4 separate regions of the Mus musculus genome follow, and regions 2, 3 and 4 are each linked to region 1. A link is a contact called in public HiChIP or PLAC-seq and promoter capture Hi-C data. All regions are on one chromosome and are shown on one strand. Each heading gives the region's core, a stretch centred on a gene start, on an enhancer-like site or on the middle of the called end of the contact. The rest is flanking DNA. Distances are from core to core; before and after follow the strand shown. Region 1 holds the start of Tmem150c (transmembrane protein 150C). Region 2 holds the start of Vamp9 (vesicle-associated membrane protein 9). Region 3 overlaps Sec31a (Sec31 homolog A (S. cerevisiae)). Region 4 has its middle 41 kb from the start of Gm45913.

What was found. Promoter capture Hi-C pulls out the DNA fragments that hold promoters and counts their contacts. HiChIP or PLAC-seq counts read pairs in DNA pulled down with a chosen protein or histone mark.
Region 2: a contact with region 1 is called in a FOXA1 HiChIP or PLAC-seq map of pancreatic cancer cells. The contact joins the promoter of Vamp9 here to the promoter of Tmem150c in region 1. A contact is called at or near these places in 2 of 39 promoter capture datasets (embryonic stem cells and liver) and 1 of 115 datasets of contacts at active chromatin or transcription factors (pancreatic cancer cells).
Region 3: a contact with region 1 is called in a promoter capture Hi-C map of hippocampal neurons, with 1.9 times the contacts expected there. The contact joins the enhancer-like site here to the promoter of Tmem150c in region 1. A contact is called at or near these places in 3 of 39 promoter capture datasets (hippocampal neurons, pre-B cells and stem cell-derived epiblast-like cells) and 2 of 9 other capture datasets (adipose tissue and liver).
Region 4: an H3K4me3 HiChIP or PLAC-seq map of embryonic stem cells shows a contact between it and region 1, with 12 read pairs. The contact joins the enhancer-like site here to the promoter of Tmem150c in region 1. A contact is called at or near these places in 9 of 39 promoter capture datasets (the HPC-7 cell line, embryonic stem cells, liver and 4 more), 3 of 115 datasets of contacts at active chromatin or transcription factors (embryonic stem cells and stem cell-derived neural progenitor cells) and 1 of 9 other capture datasets (adipose tissue).

The regions. Positions count from the first base shown.
Region 1 is chr5:100,158,028-100,160,537 of GRCm38.p6, reverse strand. It overlaps Tmem150c (transmembrane protein 150C), which reads left to right and starts at 1,257. Exons shown (of 8, transcript NM_001382851.1): 1 at 1,257-1,319.
Region 2 is chr5:99,905,009-99,907,518 of GRCm38.p6, reverse strand. Vamp9 (vesicle-associated membrane protein 9) reads right to left here and starts at 1,254. Exons shown (of 6, transcript NM_001378420.1): 1 at 1,114-1,254. The coding sequence starts at 1,191.
Region 3 is chr5:100,379,970-100,382,479 of GRCm38.p6, reverse strand. Sec31a (Sec31 homolog A (S. cerevisiae)) reads left to right here. Exons shown (of 28, transcript NM_026969.1): 19 at 1,147-1,320. Among named protein-coding and RNA genes, the nearest start is that of Sec31a, 35 kb to the left of the region's middle. Within about 2 kb of position 1,254, at least 29 of the 459 cell types and tissues checked have an H3K27ac peak or open chromatin away from gene starts, as enhancers often do. A contact at or near this core is called in adipose tissue, hippocampal neurons and liver, where this site is marked.
Region 4 is chr5:100,342,053-100,344,562 of GRCm38.p6, reverse strand. No RefSeq gene overlaps it. Among named protein-coding and RNA genes, the nearest start is that of Gm45913, 41 kb to the right of the region's middle. Within about 2 kb of position 1,257, at least 5 of the 459 cell types and tissues checked have an H3K27ac peak or open chromatin away from gene starts, as enhancers often do. A contact at or near this core is called in embryonic stem cells, where this site is marked.

The sequences.
Region 1 (2,510 bases), core at 8-2,507:
GCATACCAGATTAACTCATGGTTCCAATGCAGTCTTAATAGCCAGCCTGGGCATCCCATAAGGGGACAAGAAGTAGGAGTATAATCCTCAGACTGGGGCTCAGGCTGGGCCTCAAGCAATTTTTAACCTCACAGGCCACCTGGAGAGTCTGAAAAAAACAAAGTTAACTCTCTTCAGAAAACGCCCCTCACCACTCAGCACGTGCTTTCAGGGGGTTCTATACTAGAATTAACTTTTGAATTAACTTAATTGAATAAATCAAAGTCCCATTCCTTAATATATGGTAAACAGAAAGCCGTAAGACCTCAAGAATCGAACGGTCTAGTAGTCAAAACAGAACAGTGGCCAGAAATCAACACATGCGTAGATAATGACAAGCGCCATGGAGAAGAGAGCATTCTAGAAGCCAGTGGCAGAGATTTTGTATAGGTTGAGTTGAGGAGGGAGCTTAGAAACTTAGAAACTTGTGCTTTGAGAGGCAATGGTTTTAAGTAGATGGGTGTGGTGGATTGATCCAGGCGACCCTACCAGGCATAGCAGGCCAGTCAAGTAAGTTAATGAAGAATTTAAGATTAACATGACTCTGGGCTGTGCTGCTTAGGGGTCAGTGCAGTGACAAAAGTTGGGGTCTGGGGTGGGGCTGCTACTAAAATGCTGAGTAGTGTCTTATGAACATACACACACACACACACACACACAGGGGAAATGAGCAAGTTTGGCTGTAGGGGAGCGGCCTTGAAGTCCTCCGTCCATTATCAGGGTCAGAAGTTAGCCCTGTGTCTGCTCAGTAAGATGAAAGAAAACCACGGGAGGGCAGCGGGTGGTGGAGAACTACGCTGGGCTCGTGGGCCTGAAAGTGAATTTTAGCTGCTGTATGCAAAGTCCTTGGTGTGTGGACAGAAGGGAGCCGGTAAGAAGGTTACAACAGGTCAGGAATAAATAACCAGCAGGCGGAGGATCCCGGATCCCGTCCTGCCTTTTGTTGGGTGAGGAGCGCCAGGCAAGCGCGTCCACCTTGGCTTAGGAAGGAGGCGATTGGACCGTCCGCCCGCAGCCGCAGCCCCGGGTGACGGTGAGGGAACCGGGGACGGGGGGGGGGAGGGGGGGAGGTACAAGACGGGACCTCAGAGCTCTGCTGTCCACCCGAAGCCCCGCGACGGGGACCCCGGAGTAAGTCGGGGACGGGCCGCGTTGCGGCGGGAGGGGGCGGGCGGGCAGATCCCACCCCTTCCTGAAGGAAGCGCCCTCCCCACCGCGACTGCCACCGCCGCCGCTGCCGCCGCAGGTCACGGCCCGCGAGCCGCCGCCGCCCGGAGCAGGTAGGCGCGGCGCCCTCATCCGCCCCTGGCCCCTGATGCCCTGCTCGTCCTGCTCCCGACCCAGCGAGGACCCCACCCGGGCGGCCGCGGTGCCTCCCCAGCCCCCGGGCGCGTACTCCCGAGCCCGAGGCGGGCGGTGCAGCTCCGCGGCGCGCCCGTCCCGCTCGCCGCCGCCGCAGTGTCGCCTGCGGCCCCCCGCCCCGCCCAGTGACAGGTGTCCCACCACCGCGGGTGGGGTCCGGGGAGGAGCGGCGGAGCCCAGCCTGCCGGCCCCGGCGCTAACTTGCGGTGCCCTGAGCGCAGCCCCGCGGCCGCCCTACTGGGCGCGCGTTCCTGGGAAGAATCCAGGATTTCGGGCTTAACCAGGGGGAGTGCGGGGGTGGGGTACGGGTCGCGGTGCACGAGGCGCTATGGTTATCCACGGTCATAATAATTTTCAAAAGTCGACATTCTTGGGTTATGGAGAGAGCCTTCGCTGAGTGGTTTTCCCCCTCCTTAAATGAATCAAAGAGGGAATAAGGGGTTTCCCAGTTGAAATTCATGTTCCTTCCTCCCCACCCGCCCTCCATTCATCCCTCTCTGTCCACCCCTGACCCCCATGGCACTTTATTATACCCTAAGCACTTTGCTGGTCTTTTGGTCGCGGTTTTTCCGACCAGATCTTTCAGGGCTGAGCCAGGGTGGTGATTGCCAACGTGAGAACAGAGCCCAGGTGAATGGAAGCCAGCCAACCCCCCTGGGCGATCCCAGGCTGACCTCCGACATACATGGTCCTGATAGGGAACCGAAATGCACGGATGCATTTAAAAGGCAAGACAGAATAAAGCACTTCTTAGATCTATTACAGTAACACCGCCGAAAGGGCGATATTAGTTTCTGCTTCTTCAATTCTCTGCTTGAATCGAAGACAGATTTTAATAATGCACGACTGTAACTCCATTCTGGGCTGCAGTTAATAAAAAGGGTAGGCGAATGTGAGTGTATGAAGTCCATGGTAGCAGTTAGTAAGCTGACCCACATAAAATGTCCCGTGTTGAGGGTAGACCGTTAGGCGCATACACGTTAATAGATGCAAAATGAATAATTTTACAATCTCAACTTGGGGCAGATACCTAACTTTTTCTTACACATGTCCTGGAGAAAACCCTGCTTCCAAAGTAACCATAGCTGTGCACGAGCTCTCTCTCTCCC
Region 2 (2,510 bases), core at 5-2,504, 250 kb after region 1:
AGGCCTAGTCCAGTCTCATTTTATTAAAACAAACAGGGGGAGATGTGGGAAGCCACATGTGCCGTTGCTGAGTGGCACTGACTACTGCTGGCCACCATGCATAAGATTGGACAAACAACCAATGTGTACATATGCAGTAAAGTTTTTTGCAAAAACACTGCCTGGCCCAGGCATGATAATGAGGTTCTGTAAGGTACTGAGAGTATAACCAATCGGATGTGAGACATGCAAATGAGATGATAATGAGGCTCAGTGAGGTACTGAGAGAGAGTAGCCAATCAGATGAGGAACATGCAAATGAGGCTTAGTGCATAACCAATCAGGGTATGAGACACGCCTCTCCTAGGCCTATAAAAGCAGCACCAGCTCTGGGCAAAAAGTCTTTTCGCCTCTACAATCAAGCTCTCCCAATAAACGTGTGCAGAAGGATCCTGTTGCAGCGTTGTTCTTCCTGGCCAGTCGAGGGCGCGCAAGACTGTGCTAAACTAGGAGTAGTTCCTCTGTACAGGAGTACATTACAGCCTATCTTCAGCGAAACCTTTTCTACCCCCTGGGACAACTGATCTAAGGTTCAGATAGAATATTAGATGGCATCTGACAATTTCTAGGTGTGTGTGTGTGTTGGGGAACTGAACTCAGGGCCTCACACATTCTGGGCAAGCGCTCTAACGTTGTGATACATCTTGTGTTCTCACTTTTTAAAGACTGGGTCTATATAGCCCACGCTGACATCAAATTCATGGCCCTCCCACCCTGGGCGCTGAGAGTCCAAACTGCGCTGTCAGGTGGCCCTCACTGCCTGCAACTGAAGTAGTCTTGAGACCCTTACACGTTCACTAAGTGTGTTCAACTGCAGGTCATTTCCTTGTAATGGGGCTATCAACTTGGAGATGGCTATAAATCTCCGCCAGACGGCCGCGGGCAGTACGAGCCCCAACCCCTGGGTGGCGCAGGCGCAGTCCCACTCCCGCCTCGGAGGCAGCGCTTCTGGAGGGGGCGGGGACTCCCGGTCCCTGAGTCCTTCCAGGTCGCCCCGCGCCCTGAGGGGAGGCCAGGCGTGCGCCAGCCTCGAGGAACCGAACCCTCAGACGCCGAGGCGTGAGCCTCAGGTACCTGATAGGCGCCGCCGGTCAAGGCCAGCTCCGCCAGGACCGCTCGGCCATTAGCAACGCAGCTGTAGGTGATCGTCATAACCAGCAGGCCAGTGAGAGAAGCGGACCGCCTTCTAACCGCCCGCTACAGTTGGACCGCCGCTCCGCGCAGGCGCGAGGGACGGTTGATTGGCAGGGGAGGAGGCGGGGCCATCTGTGGGTCCCGCAGAGCCTGTGAGTTTGCTAGGCGAGGTCCTCGCACATGCTTGGGATTCCTGAGGTCTCTCTGTGCTCCGGGTAGTCTGGAAAACCATTTAAGAGCTGTTTAACTGCCCAGGCCTCATCTACGTGTGAATCAGTCACAATCTAGGGCTGCGAAGCTGGGGGTAGTAGGCAAAGACCCCGGAGGTCTGAGTTCGAATCCCCAGAACTCACGCTAAAAAAAAAAAAAAAAAAAAAAAAAAGAAGTAAAAAAGGCATGGTGGTTGGAGCATGTAATCCCCTTTGAGAAGTGGAGTGGTGGTGGAGACAGGTGTATCCTAGTAGCTCATTGGCCTACCTGAATTGATAAGCTTTAGGTCTGGTGAGTCTTGGTTTCAAAAAATGTGGAGCGCAACCTTGGAAGACACATCTACATGTGCACGCACATCACACACACACACACACACACACACACACACACACACACACACACCATGCACGCATGCAGCACACTTAAATTTAAGCAAGCATTGGAGGAACCTCTTGTGCACAGCCTGCATTTGGTTTTGTGAGCATGAAGACCATCTCTGAGTTGTTCTGTAACTACTCACAGAGCAGCATACGCTGAACAAATGCTGGTTACAGTTTGCGGTGACAAAAATGTTCACAGCATTGAAAGGACCCCATTAGGGGCGTAAGGGCTCCAAAGTCTCACTCTCTGACTGCCCAGTTGGGGTTCTCTGTGTTAATTATCATCTACTGTAAGAAAAAGCTTCTCTGACGAGGTTGAGCAGCGCTCTGCTCGGTGGGCATAACAATTTGTCCTTAGAGGTCATTTTATGGTAGTATGTTTCCCCTAGGCCCATGACCTATCCAAACCCAGGTTCTTGGCCACTTTTAGTGTCATATATGAGTTCCATTTCATGAAGCGGGACTTAAATCTAATCAAAAAGTAGTTGGAGGGCTGGAGAGATGGTTCATTGGTAAGAGCATTGGCTGATCTTGCAGATGACCAGGGTTCAGTTCCTAGCACGTACATAGCTGCTTACAACCATGCATAACTCCAGTTTCAAGGTATCTAACATCTGACTTCTGTGGGTTCCAGGCATCATGTGGTACACAGACATACATGCAGCCAAAATACTCATCAAATGAATATATCTTTGGAGTTGTAGCATTGGCTCAGTGGTTAAGAGCATGTGTTGCTCTTGCATAGGA
Region 3 (2,510 bases), core at 5-2,504, 220 kb before region 1:
TCTCCCTTTAAGCTCCTACCTCTGGCAGAGAGCGGCAGTATGGGCTGGAGAATGGGATGCACCCAACACTGAGGAGAGTAGTGATGATCAGGGAGTGTGAGGTTCAAGATGAACTGAACCCAGGTTAGCTCTACCGCACAGGCTAGAGAGAAAGCCAAACTGTGGAGACGGTCCTAGGCCTCAAGTAGAGCTTAAAATTTCCCCCAAGGCACCTAGTGGGCAGTCTTGCGGTATCTCAGTATAGTATTTATTTTTTGTCTGGAGAAAAACTTATCCAGAGTCGTCATTATAAAGATCATTTTTTTGAAACTAAAAGTCAGATTTGTTTGTTGGTTTATTTGTTTGATTAAAGCAAGCTTTTCCTTCCAAGTGCTTCTGAGAAGTAACATGTTTCCCACCTGTGGATTGAGGGGAGGGGGTCCTGCACACTCCCTCAGAGCAGAGCTTCCATTACAAGGCCTGCTCTCCAAGGACACACAGCCTTTGCCACAACCATATCAGTCAGTCTGAAATGACTGGACCAGTTGACTTTTACAGAGAAAGGGCTTTATTTGGGCTCATGGTTTGGAGAGTCCTGTTGAAGGTTGGGTAGGTAGCCCATGGCTTTGGGTCTCTGGCAAGGGCAGGAGCACATGGCTGAGCCACAGGAGGCAGAGAGCAACAGAAAGACCTAAGCACACAGCTCCCTCACGGAGGACCCTCAGGGACCTAAGGGCCTCCCTTAGGCCATACATCTTCCATGTTCTGCCACTCCTCAGTAGAGCCAGCCTTTGGAGGGGCGTTGAACATGAACAAGTGAGCCCTTTGCAGGTCTCGTGCCCCTTGTAAGACTGCGAGGTAGTGATGTTGCAGGAAACATGCCATGCACGCTTGCACGTGGCTCCTCCTCTGCTTGCCAGGAGACAGCTCTGTTGCTGGGTACCTGCCCATCACTTTTAGTTTGGATTTTTTTGTGTCTGAGATCATTGGACAAGTGTCTGGCAGGTTGAGGACTGTCTATGAGGCAGGCTTCCTTCTCCTCCTTCTTGCTGGCTGGCGCTCTTCAAATAGGGGGAGAGCAGGCGCCGTTCTTCTGGGAACCCTGGGAAGCTTGCCCACTCTGTTTCTTCTGACTGTCTCCTCCTCCTTTGCTTTTCTCTCATTTAGGATCTGATTGAGAAAGTTGTCATCCTCCGCAAAGCTGTACAGCTCACCCAAGCCTTGGACACCAATACTGTCGGGGCTCTTCTGGCTGAGAAGATGAGTCAGTATGCCAGCTTGTTGGCAGCCCAGGGCAGCATTGCCGCAGCCTTGGCTTTTCTGCCTGACAACACCAACCAGGTAATTAGTGTCCATCTTCTTCATTGTTGTTTTGTTTTTGAGGCAGGTCCCTGGCGATCCTGGAATTCGCTTTGTAAGCCAGGCTAACCTCAAATTCAGAGATACTGTGCCTCTGCCACCTTAATGCTAGGATTATGCCCAACTCACTTTTAATTTTTTTGAAGAATCTCATGTTTAAGACCAGACTGATCTTGAACTTACTATAAAGCTGAGGGTGACCTTGAACTTGTGATCCTTTTGCCTCTGCCTTCCCAGGGCTGTGATTACAGGTATGTGCCACTGTGCACAGTTGGTCTCACTGTATTGGTGTATAAGAGCTTTTACCTTAAGACTGGCTTAGACCTCTAGATCATCTAAGCATAAAATTAAACCCTGTATTTTTACTAAAATTTACTATAAAATTTACTTATAATTATGTATATTTTCTTGTATTTGTTTTGAGACAAGACTCAAAACTGTGTGTAGTGAAGGCTGGATTTGAATTCCTTGCCCTCCTGCTTCTACCAAGATAATCACATACTTTAATAGTTAATGAGAGGAGGCACAATGCATGTGTTGGGGCCCATGATTGAGATCAAAGGTCATCGGCTCACTCCACCCATGTGCCCAGAGGGCAAAGTCAAATCTTTGGATTTGTTGGCAAGTGCCCTTAGCTGTTTGTTGAGCCATCTTGTGGACTAATCACATGCATTCTCTAGATACTATTCCTTATACTGCTCTCTGGGCTTCAGTGAGCTTTACTGAGAAAGAACCTTAGTGCTGATAGCACTGTCTCCTGTGAGTCTCAGCGGGCTGGCTCTGCGGACTTTGTGCTGCTGTTGTGTACCTCCTCCCGTACATACGGAGAGTGCCTTATAAAGTGTGGCTCTCAGAGGGGCTTCAGTGCAAGCAGAGGGGGCACTCACTGTGCCGTGTGCCTGCTGAGGGTATCTGGGGCTGGCTGCCAGCCAGTTTGTGTGATCACAGAACGCCTGGTTCAGTGAGTCCCTGCGTGTTTATGTGAAAGAGACAGAGGCACACAGAACCCAGGTGCCCCCAAGGCCAAAAGACAGCATCAGGTCTCTTGGAGCCAGAACTGTAGGTGCCTGTGAACTGCCAGACACGGGTGCTCAGAACTGATTTGGGGTCCTCTGGATGAGCAGTAAGGCTGAAGTGTCTTTACAGCTCCCCTCCCGAGCAGCCTTAGACGT
Region 4 (2,510 bases), core at 8-2,507, 180 kb before region 1:
GCTGGATAAGAGACAAAGAAGCTGGGCTCTGCAGAAAGGAGGGGCACACAGCTGCTGGGACACTTCTTCTCTCTCTTGTCCTTGGGGTCACCTTCCGTGGCCCTGGTTGCTTTTTTTTTTTTTAAAGATTTATTTATTGATTATATGTAAGTACACTGTAGCTGTCTTCAGACACTCCAGAAGAGGGAGTCAGATCTCATTACAGATGGTTGTGAGCCACCATGTGGTTGCTGGGATTTGAACTCTGGACCTTTGGAAGAGCAGTCGGGTGCTCTTACCCACTGAGCCATCTCACCAGCCCCCTGCCTTGTTTTTCATAACAGCCTGCTCTGTGCATCCCTGACTATTGACTGGGATCTCTGACCTCAGCGGAAAGGAACCGCTTCTCCCTCCGCTGATTCTAGCTAGCATCAGGCATTTGATCACAGAGACACAAAGTAAAAGAAAGTAACTAATACAAAGATCTTTCTCGACCCTTGGAAATCTTGCCTTTGGGCCTGTCTTCCCTGAGATCCTTCATCACCTGGAGGGGAGACTGAGTATCAACAGCTTTTCTTGGCTTGGCAGGGTGCCACATCGAATGCGAGCTGGGGGGAAGCTGGTTCTGAAGTAGGGAATTGTTAACCCTGCTTGGAGGTGAATTCTAAATCCCAGTTAAAAAGAAACATGGAGAGCGGGTGATTCGGGATGCGTTCTTTCCCACAGCATGGGACACGTTCTCCTATTCTGCTGCTGGCTTTCGTGCCTGACCGTTTTCCCCTCATAGTTGGTGACACAGGATCCGCCATGGCCTTTTACAAACAGGCTTTTTGTATTTTTCTTAAGGAAGGGACATTTAAATCTCCGGTTCTCATTTCGCTCCATTCAGCAATTTTTGATACAACATTTTATTAACTTTCTGAAAACTTCACGCACATATAGAATGTATTTTGATCATATCCGTGCCCTGCTATTCACCCCTGTTTGTTTGTTTTTAACCTACCCTGTCCAATTTGTGTTCTCTGTGTACTCAAGGTAGCAAGGGCATCCACTGGAGTCTGGTACCTTTAAAGAATCATGAGTCCCCTTGCCCTGGATGTCATCAAGTGTTAATAGCTCCTTAGCTAGAGGTGGGAGCATGGGAGATCTTCCGTGCTCCATAGTGGAGCGTTGACCTGCTTGATCGGGTTCAGTAGCTGCTCTGAGTCTATGAGTGCAGTGGTCCTGTCCTGTCCAGGCATCACTTTCCCTCTGCCCCACTCCCTGACCTTCCCCGACCCCTGACCCTCCCTGACCCCTGACACTCCTTAAGCAAAACAATGGGAGCCTTGGCTACAGAGTCTGGAAAGCCACTTTTGCAAGTGTAGACGTGCAGAACAAGACCCCAAATGTAGCTATTGTGTAATTGTTCAGCCCAGGGCGTATACAAATCACTTACTTAAGGTAGGCACTAAATGGATATTGGGTGGATGCTTGCTGGATCTCCCTGACAGCAGATACCTAATGGTGCCTCTGAAATGTTTCTGATAGAAAAGTCCTCTTTCCACGAGCTTGACAAGAATAGAGATGAAAGCTCAGCCTTGACTTTATCTTCTTCCTAGGACACAAAGACTTACAATGGGCTCTAATGTATAGCCCAGAACAAAACTATATCACTTAGGCTGACTTAGAATTTGGAGCAATCCTTCTGCCTCAGCTTCTCAAATGCAGGCATTACAGGTGTGCACACCTTGCCCTTCCTACCTGGTACCTGAGAGGAGCAAGTCTGATTTCTCCCCAACTACGGTTTTCAAGGCAGTTGTGGAAATTCCACACACGGAATCAGACCTATGTCTCAGAAGTTAATCCACTCCTCTAACTCACAGCTTTGTAAGAGGCTTTTCCACATGGCTAGTGTGAAACCCACCTCTTCGAAGCCTGTGACTCCTGAGAGTGTCTCCAGCATGTTGGTTTTTTCCCCTGGACTCTCTGTATGCAAATGGAGCCTTAGCCATGTGCACAACGCCCGCCCTCGAACAATCTCACTCTGCAGTCCAGGCTGACCTGCAGCTTACACTGATCCTGTTACTTAGCCCCCTGACTTCTGGAAGTTTCTAAAACTTGAACTTTGGGGATACATTCAAGCCAGAGCATCAAGGACATAGACAAGCCTGAGTTCCTTTTCATGTTGAATTTTGTCCTCCATATTCCGAAAAGCAGACGCACTTCTCAGCCATTCTGGGACTTTGTGAAATATTGAGGCATATTCAGCTTTTCCTTGAGGGAACCATTTAGGCTTCTCTTGTTCAGGGACATGAGTGGAGAGACAGGTGGTGAGTGCTGAGAGCCCAGGCGATCCTGCTTCAGGGAAGAAGCGACTTACAGTATGGGGAAGAGCAGAGCAGCCCCTCCGGCCCCTGCCACATTCCTGAGCATGGCCTCCAGGGTAGCCAGATGTGTCTCTAACCTAAAGGTCAGAGAGATTTTGGACTCCGCAGAGTAGCTCAGGTGCTAATTAACTTCCCAGTTTCTCCCTGGCCAGGCACATCCCT